Linked DNA regions of Mus musculus: regions 2 and 3 are each linked to region 1. The links are chromatin contacts, called in public HiCAR-type maps. All regions are on one chromosome and are shown on one strand. Each heading gives the region's core, a stretch centred on a gene start, on an enhancer-like site or on the middle of the called end of the contact. The rest is flanking DNA. Distances are from core to core; before and after follow the strand shown.

Region 1 (3,051 bases), core at 183-2,682:
TTTAATCTTAATTCCCACCACCACTCATACCGCTGCCAACCCTTAAAAACACATTAGACAATAACAATAGCAATATTTAAAAAAGCACGACCCGTTCTGAAAAACAGAAACTCTCTAGCACAGAGACACCACATAGCAAGGAGTGGATTCCCTTGGAGGTAAGAATCAATTAGCTTGAAGCTGCTTAAGGAGCCTTCTCTTTCTTCTTTGGTGGAGAGTCTATTCTATTCGGATTCTCCACTCCATTTTCTGTGCCTTTTCTCGCCCTGGACCGTCTCTTCCTTCCACAAACATGAAGGTTCGCGTCTTCTAACCATCTCTGAAGCCAGACAGTAGTCAAGGTCCATGTTATGTACACCTGGATACTGCAACTCGAGGACAGAACAGCGATTTTAGCTGCCAGCACATTGACATTACCAGAGAGTGCATTGCCATTCCGATTTGTCCCGGCCAGGTGAAGCCCTACTGTAACCACCGAGACAATCAATGTCACGAGTCTCCCGGATATAAACACGATAGGCCACAGAGACAACCCTTTCTGGTACCGCTCATCACCAAAGTAAAGCAGGCTGCACACGCTGGAGAGGAGCTCTACGGCGTAGTGCAGCATCAGCAGCAGCAGGCCCAAGTGGTTCAAGTACAAGAGATAGGCCCCTCCAATGTGGAAGAGGTGGAGGCCAATGTAGATGAGCTGACCCGGGATATCTTGCTTCCTGACTTTCTGGAAGTAAAGCTCCGGAAAGCTATGAAACCAGTAAGCCAACTGTGAAATGTAGAAAAATTTCATCTGAAATGTCATCATGTTGTGGGGCTGAGACTTCCACAAGAGTGTAGGGTCTGACAGGCAGTTCTCAGAGGCCAGAATGATCATGCCCCAGATCCCGGACACTATATAGAACACACTCAGCTGCCCGGCCTCATTCAGTTTGTTTTGTTTGCCTTTGGTGAGCTGCAGTCTCCTGCTGAGCTTATCTAGCACGTACTCCTGAATGGTGGCGTGGATGATGATGGCCACCAGCATGTAGAAGAACACTGTGGCCAGATCTTTGACCCCATAATGGTACAGGGTCCTGGACCCGGAGGGCAGCCCTTCCGCTGGGACAACGACTCCATGCTGCAGAGTGAGGAACGCGATCGACATCTCGGAGGTGCCCTCGAACATAAGCCCCAGCACGAAGAACATGCCCACGCAGGAGACCATATCCGCGTGGTTCTGCACCATGAATTCGTGGCTCAACACCGGGGGGTTCCTGGCGTTCTTCTTGCGGAGCCCCATGCCGCGGTACTCACCAGTAGTCACCGGCCTCCACCGCTGATCACTGAGCCGCTCCCAGCGCCGGGCTCCCCATCACCGCCCGTCTGACGCCCAGGGTCGCAGCCGCTGCCGACCGATCAATCAAAGGCTGGGGCCGCGTAGGCCGAGCATGCGCACAGGGGCTGCGGAGGCAGGAAAGGAAATCGAGCGCCGCGCCCCTGCCCCGCAGGCCCGGGTGCGAGCGCGGATTTGCTGCACCGATCGCCGCCGCCCACCCACAGGAGCCGGAGGGGCTTCCCAGGAACTGGGAAATCTGGTGCCACTGTCATTGCCATTGCCATCATCACCATGGCAACACAGCAGCGAGTTCCCTAGTGCTCTCTACTGATCTCTTAGGAATCTCACCTTCCCTTAAGGGGCTGATGCTGTGGAAATCAAATTCATTCTCTCTCTCTCTCTCTCTCTCTCTCTCTCTCTCTCTCTCTCTCTCTCTCTCTCTCTCTCATCTGAGTGTCTGTGTCTCCTCTATGTGTTTTTTGTCTTTGCCTCTGTCTCTCTGTTTCTCTCTCCTTTTCCCCACCCACCTCTTTGTGACACACCATGCCTGCCATTATTATCACCACAGGTCTAATAAATATCAGTAGCCACGATTTAAATCCTGAGTGGAACCAGAGTATTCTCAGCGCTGTATTGTGCTGTCTCTATGTTAAATCAGTCAGACCTGGCAACACCAATGCAAAGAAGCAGTTTCAGAAAATAATGCTATTAGAACAAAAATGGCTGTAGAGGTGCTAGCTAATTATATTAGAAGTCTGCAAGGCAGTGGGAAGCAGAGATCTTGCAGGTCCTTGGCTACAAAACAAGACTTCACTCGGACAGACATGAATCTCAGGGTTCATTTGTCTGTGTGTAACGTTTTTAGCAAATGTTAAATTTCACTTTAAAGAAAAGCCATGTTATTAGCTTTGTCAACAGAAGTTTTATGTCAGTTTTCAAATATCACTGATAAGGGAGAATGAATTTCTTGTCCTTTATCTGTCATATGAGTGTAAAGTCCTTACGGAGAGGAATGATGGGTGAAAGTATAAAGTATGCAGTTCAGACGAATAACGCTACAGGCCCTTTTAAAAGAAACAAAGCGTTTATCGTTAGAGTGCTGAGATTTATCGTCATCCTTCAGTTCGCTACATAGCATAGCGCAGTATAAATAGAACCTTGTTTATTTAGCTTGGAGATTGTATCAATAGAAGGCATCTTGAATTTTCCAGAGGAAAATACGGTTTGTTATGGGGAGTGTTCTTGAATTAAGGAAAATATACATATTATTTTTCATAATAAGAATTCTCTATTTTTCAAGTGATTCTTCATTGGATAATGCTTTTTATTTTTCTTCAGATCATCACTCTGACTTTTCTTTGTTTATCCAAGCTCATCTATTGAATATGACAATTCCACAGTGAGAGCAAGTTAAGCTTAAATCTCCAAAGAATTAGAAATAAACATACAACTAAGCTGGGCTCCTAAGGACTCAGAGAGAATGAGCGCCAATCACAGGGAATACATGGATCTGCATTCCCTCATCCCCATACTTGCTATGGTGGTTTGGCTTGGGGTTTTTGTGGGACTCCTAACAATGGGAGTGGGTGTGTCATTGACTCATCTGATGTTCAGTTCTGGGGCCTTTTTTCCTCCTCTTACTGGGGTGATTCCTCCAGCCTGGTATGGGGGTTTGTGCCTAGTCGTATTGCATCATCTTAGGCATATCTTAAGATATTCCATGAGCCTGCTCTTTTCTG
Region 2 (3,051 bases), core at 187-2,686, 940 kb after region 1:
TTTGAGCCTTCATAGACTCCAGAGCTCAGCACAGTACTTGCTATAAGAAATGCTCAGTGAATAAACATCTAGTCCCGGCAGTCATAATTATCAAATAATATAGCTAAGTCTGAAAGAGATATACCTTAACACTATATAGTCAAAATAATTTACAGAAGACTTTTTGAAAATTAACGTTTTTGTCATATAATTCTACTATTATGCAAGGAATTTTTGCTTGATTGTTGTTTTTGAGATGGGGTTTCTCTGTGTAGGTCTGGCTGCCCTGAAATTTGCTCTGTAGACCAGGCTGGCCTCGAACTCAGAGAACTGCCGGCCTCTGTCTCTCGGGTGCTGGAATTAAAGGCATTCGCTACCGCTGCCCGCTCTGTTTGTGTGTTGTTATGAATGACAGGGTTTCACTACGTAACTACCGCTGTTTGCTTGCATTTATTTATTTATTTATTTATTTATTTATTTATTTATATGAATGAATGAATGAATGACAGGGTTTCATTACATAGCCTAGCGCTGCCCGCTCTGTTTGTGTGTTTATGAATGACAGGGTTTCACTACGTAACTACCGCTATGTTTGCTTGCATTTATTTATTTATTTATTTATTTATTTATTTATTTATTTACTACGTAACTACCGCTATGTTTGCTTGCATTTATTTATTTATTTATTTATTTACTACGTAACTACCGCTATGTTTGCTTGCATTTATTTATTTATTTATTTATTTATTTATTTATTTATTTATATAAATGAATGAATGACAGGGTTTCAGCGCTGCCCGCTCTGTTTGTGTGTTTATGAATGACAGGGTTTCACTACGTAACTACCGCTATGTTTGCTTGCATTTATTTATTTATTTGTTTGTTTATTTATTTATATAAATGAGTGAATGACAGGGTTTCATTACATAGCCTAGGCTCCAAACTCCTGGGTCCTCCTGCCTCAGCCCCCCAAGACCCTCTTTCTCTGTTCTTATTTATTTATTTATTTATTTATATAAATAAATGAGTGAATGACAGGGTTTCATTACATAGCCTAGGCTCCAAACTCCTGGGTCCTCCTGCCTCAGCCCCCCAAGACCCTCTTTCTCTGTTCTTTTACAAAAGCTCGCTAACTTGCCAAGGTTACTGAGCGGCGATCCAGTCCTTCACAAGCCGGTCAGTATTGCAGTGAAAGAAACCCACAAGCATCCCTCAAATATTAAAAAGCCAGGACTGGCAGGCGGACAATTGGTTAACGGGAAAAAGAAAAACTTCTTTTATGAGCAGGAAAAACAAAAAACAAAAAAACCGAGCCTAACCCTTCAGGAAAGACTTTAAGCACTAAGAAGATAGCCAAAAGCGGCTCCTCGCCCTCAACCACCACTACATCCCCATTGGGTCTCGTCGTGTGACATCATATCTTCGGCGTCCTGGAGGCGGGACTTCCTGTTCAGGCATAGCCTGTTTCAGGCGCGCCGGAAACTTCCTCCTGAGGGACGTGAAAGTCTCCGGGTCAGAATCTCTGCGGGGCGGGACCCGGTGTTTCCTGGTTTGGCAGGTGGATTTGCATTTTGGCGGGCGCGGAGTCTGTCGGGGTGGTGAGCAGCCGAAGCTGGGGCATGGATAGCCGCCTGCAGGAGATCCGGGAGCGGCAGAAGTTACGGCGGCAGCTCCTAGCTCAGCAGGTGTGCGGCGGGTGGGAGGGAGCATTAGTGCGCGTGCGCGGCCGCCTCTTTTAAAAAAAATTTTTTTTTTTTTTTTTTTTTTTTTTTTTTGGTGAACTCTCACATCAGCATCTGTCAAGGTCTTTGTCCCGGGACTTTTATTCCCTAGTCTACTCGAGTGCCTGTCAGAGTCATTACGTAGAAAACCAACCGCTGCCAGGCTTGGGCTTTCTGTCCCCACCGTGGCGGGCACGGACTTGAGTGGTGGGGGTAGACTTGGGAATTGTCGATGAGTGCAGTGCTAGTAGTTGCTACAAGAGCAAGTGGCAGTTTTAGCCCTTACATTTCACCGTCACTGTTGAAGCAGTGTTTCATGTCTTGCCTTTCTCCCGCGTCAGCTTCAGATTCTTTATTTTTTTTAAGATTAGTTTTTATTTTAAATTATGTGGGGTTTGTCTCTCTGTGTGTATATATATATGTGCACGTGAGCACAGCGCCAGAGGTGTTGGATCTTTCTGGAGCTGGAACTACAGGTAGTTGTGAGCCTCCTGGTGTGGGTGCTTGGGACTTGAACTCAGGTCCTTTGGAAGAGCAGTGCATGTTCTTAATCTTTTCTTGATATTGGTTTTGAAGGAAGTTTGATTATTTTCTTGAGATCCTGTCGAAAGACTCATTGGAAGCCACCTAAGTTAGAGCAAATTTTAGATTCTGCACTTAGAACACAGTCTACCTTCAACCAAACGTTTGAATCCTTACTTGGTAATTTATTAGAGACAGGAGGTGTTACGTTCACTAGTACATTAGGACTAGGTTTCCAAATTTTAACGTTTTTCCCTAGCCAGCCCTCACCAGAGAATTCTCTAAGATTCCTCTCTCTAGAGATTACTTTTCAAACCTTTCGCTTTCATTGAAGCTAGTGAATGAAGATGTGAGTGCTTGCCGTTTAGTAGACCATTCATGCAGGGAATACATACTACAAGTTGTTTTACTTAAAAATCTCAGGCTGTTTTCATTACACCATACAAATCAATATAAGTAATGGAGGGAAATGCTCAAAGCTTGAGTGAGTAAATTTTAGATTTCCAATGAGTCTTTCTCGCCAGGATCTCAAGAAAATAATACAAACTTCCTTCGACACCAGTCTCGAGAATGTGAAGGTGGGCTAGAGAGAGAGGTGGCTCAGTGGTTAAGGTAGAGCGCTGTCATTTCTCATTGCTAAATCTTGGGTTCCTCAAAGAACTTTCTGAAGGAATGACTCGTATTCTGAGATGAGAATTACAAATAGAGAATCAGACAATGCTCTAACTATCGGAAGTGAGTGTTCTGTCCTCTGACCAAGAAGTCGAGAAGATTTTTCTGGAGGAGGTGAACCTGATGAGCATTTCATTATTGGAAGAGAGTTTTCACT
Region 3 (3,051 bases), core at 224-2,723, 870 kb after region 1:
GCAATGTTTTTGCTGCCGAGTTCACGTGACTCTGGCTGCCTCCTAGGTTACTAAGCAGTCCTTGTTCTGCCCCCTCCCTTCCTTTGTTCGTCACTCCCCGGTGGTATTTACCATAGGGCGCCCGGGAACATAACTGTCTTTGTATTTTGGTCTGAGAGTTTTGTCATGCTTTAAAGTCAACAATGGCAGCGAGACAAACATTTCACAGCAATTTTTCCAAATCCCGGTCTATAGAGGTAAGAAAGTTTGTGCTGGTATTCATCTTACATTTAATACTTCCCTTTCCCAAACTACTGGCCAGCAAATGTATGTATTTCTTTACCTTTCCTCTTTTGTATACAGAGTGCCTCATTAAGGCTAGCCGATACACACAGACAACAGACACCCACCATCATGCACAAATCCTGCCAATCACACACACACACACACACACACACACACACACACACACACACACACACACACACACGTTGACTGGACAGACCTCTTCTAGGTGCTAGAGTTGAGCACCCTATGCAGCTACTGTCCCCGTGACAATCGTCACAGGATGCATGCTTTCCTGACTGACATTTACTGTACAAATGAATGCACTTTACTAGTTATCGGGCTTCCAAGCCCACCACCACACCACAATGCAAGCTCTCAACCCCTTGTCTCCAGGTACACAGGTCAGGTACACAGGTACGGTCCGGAGTCAGGCTGCCTCTGTGCCAGTCCCTAGCTGTCACCTCTGCCCGGATGCCACTCACCTTGACCACAATCGCAGTAGCCCCAGTCTACTTTGCCCTGGGCATTCCGATAGAAGCACCAAGGTCTGCCCGAGCCATCCGGGCTCCGGCAGAAGTTGTGCGGCTGCCCTCGCAGCTCAGCCCAACTGGCCGGGGGCGACCGCTCCAGGAAGGGCGGCACCTCGTCCCAGTGTAGACACGGGACGCCGAGGTTGGTGGCATTGCCCCACGACTCTCCTGCCCCGCAGCGGCGTGGAATCGTCGGGGGCGTGTGCCCGGTGCTGAGGACCTGCGGGCGCTGGGCAGCGGGGATCCGCAGCGGGAGCGGGAAGCGCGGGGTCCTGGGTGGCCGCCGCGAGCTGGGAAGGTAGTGCGCGTGTTGGGAACGCGGTGGGGACGGATGCGGGCGGTGAAGGGGAGAGCGCGAGACCGGATCAGCGCGGGCCACTACAGACAGTGCCCCTAAAATCACAGCCAGCACGCAGCGGGCGAGCGCCATGGCTGCGGCGCCGAGTGTGGTCCATGCTGGGCTCCGGGTCCCCGCGGAGGGGGCGGGGCGGGGCCGGCAGAGTCCTAGAGCCCCCTCCCACGCTCGCGCCGCCGCCCTGCTGTCCCAGCCCCCGGGGCAGCTGGAGGATCACACCGGGACCCAAAGGGTCAGCCCCGCGAAGCAAAGGCTGGAGCGCCAGAGGCGATGAGCGCCAGGAGCTCTGTAGCCCGGAGTCCGACCTCCACCCCACCCTCGGCTGTCAGGCGGAGGCGCGGGCTCTCGGTGCCAACGCGGGGGAAGGTCTAGGCTGCCGGTGCCAACAGGCACCACCACAGCCCTGTCTGTCGGCTCCCGCCTGGCACCGGTCCCTCCCGTTCTCGGTGGTTCCGTGTGTGTTTTGCAATCTCTGGAGAAATGTGGATGGAATTAGATGCACCTCTCTGCCTTGGCGTTTCGCAGCATAGAAGTTATGAAAGCCCACCAGGAGTGTTAAAACCACTTGGCAGAGCTGAGTCCTTTAAGATCCCAAGCTTCACACCGTGTTCCGACGAACGTTAGAGGAAATTAAATGCCCGAGTAGATCCAGCAAAAGGAACCTGAACCTTTCTCCTTCCTGCCTCCCACTTTCCACCAGATGCCCTGGACACCAGTTGTTAAGTTTTAATAGGGATTCATCCTGATCTCCAGCCTCCACAGACGCTGTGTCCCTGCGGCACCTGCCTCCTGCCCACAGGGTCGGGACTTGAATTAAGCCTCTTGATTTGCTGCCCCAGGCAAGAGCTAGCTTCCTCCAGCTAGCTTCAATAAAAGTAGACTCTACCTATGGGAGATGTTATTAATTTCTCTGATGGTTCAGTACACCACTTCCAACATCCCCCTGTGCCACTCCGAAGCCTCTAGGTTTAGGACTTTAAGAATTAGCTGGGGCTGAAGGCTTAGGGTTGCCGATTGCTCTTGTCCATGCCACTAAGTTAAAGAAGAAACAGGAATTAGGATAGGAAGATGACAAGCTTGCTTTCTGGGATGTTGATGTTTCAGCAACGAAGGGACTCCGTTCCCTAATGTGATGCAATCCAAAGAAAACTTGAACAAAATTTAAATGACCATTGTTAAAATCTAGGTTTTATTCAGAAACTGGAAGTGATCCTCGCACCTGGCTTTAAATAATTCAACTTCACTTAATATTTTAGGAATCATTTCACTGTGTAAAATAACTGTCAGAAACCCAAGAATGAATGCATTTGTCAATTTTTAAAAGTTTTTATTTGTAATTCATTTTTACACTCTATATTCCATTCCCCGCCCCTCCCCATCCACCCTCCAATTGTTCCACATCCCATAACTCCTTCCCACCCCATCCCGTCTCCACATGGATGCCCCCACACCCCACCCCACCTGATCTCTAAACTCCCTGGGGCCTCCAGTCTCTTGAGGGTTAGCTGAATGAACACAGACCTGAAGTCCTCCACTGTATGTGTGTAAGGGGCCTCATATCAGCTGGTGTATGCTGTATGTTTGGTGGTCCAGTGTTTGAAAGATCTCAGGGGTCCAGATTAACTGAGACTGCTGGTCCTCCAACGTAATCACCCATCTCCTCAGCTTCTTTCAGTCTCCCCTAATTCAACAACAGGGGTCAGCTGCTTCTGTCCATTGGTTGGGTGCAAATATCTGCATCTGATTCTTTCAGAGGGCAGTCATGATAGATCCCTTTTTGTGAGCATTCCATAGCCTCGGAAATAGTGTCAGGCCTTGGGACCTCCCCTTGAGCTGGATCCCACTTTGGACCTTCTTTTCCTCAGGCTCCTCTCCATTTCCATCCCTGTAATTCTTTCA

Evidence for each region. HiCAR-type assays count read pairs that join an accessible place to other places.
Region 2: a HiCAR-type map of astrocytes shows a contact between it and region 1, with 6 times the contacts expected there. The contact joins the promoter of Mettl14 here to the promoter of Tram1l1 in region 1. A contact is called at or near these places in 6 of 39 promoter capture datasets (the 3T3-L1 cell line, 3T3-L1-derived adipocytes, hippocampal neurons and 2 more) and 4 of 115 datasets of contacts at active chromatin or transcription factors (astrocytes, embryonic forebrain, forebrain and 1 more).
Region 3: a HiCAR-type map of astrocytes shows a contact between it and region 1, with 4 times the contacts expected there. The contact joins the promoter of Prss12 here to the promoter of Tram1l1 in region 1. A contact is called at or near these places in 2 of 39 promoter capture datasets (hippocampal neurons and liver), 5 of 115 datasets of contacts at active chromatin or transcription factors (astrocytes, differentiating embryonic stem cells, embryonic forebrain and 2 more) and 1 of 9 other capture datasets (adipose tissue).

What each region holds. Positions count from the first base shown.
Region 1 is chr3:124,319,418-124,322,468 of GRCm38.p6, reverse strand. It overlaps Tram1l1 (translocation associated membrane protein 1-like 1), which reads right to left and starts at 1,432. Exons shown (of 1, transcript NM_146140.4): 1 at 1-1,432. The coding sequence starts at 1,276. The coding sequence ends at 185.
Region 2 is chr3:123,384,375-123,387,425 of GRCm38.p6, reverse strand. Mettl14 (methyltransferase like 14) reads left to right here and starts at 1,436. Exons shown (of 11, transcript NM_201638.2): 1 at 1,436-1,664. The coding sequence starts at 1,599.
Region 3 is chr3:123,445,335-123,448,385 of GRCm38.p6, reverse strand. It overlaps Prss12 (protease, serine 12 neurotrypsin (motopsin)), which reads right to left and starts at 1,473. Exons shown (of 11, transcript NM_008939.2): 1 at 750-1,473. The coding sequence starts at 1,227. It overlaps Gm35065 (a long non-coding RNA gene), which reads left to right. Exons shown (of 5, transcript XR_001783982.2): 1 at 1-236.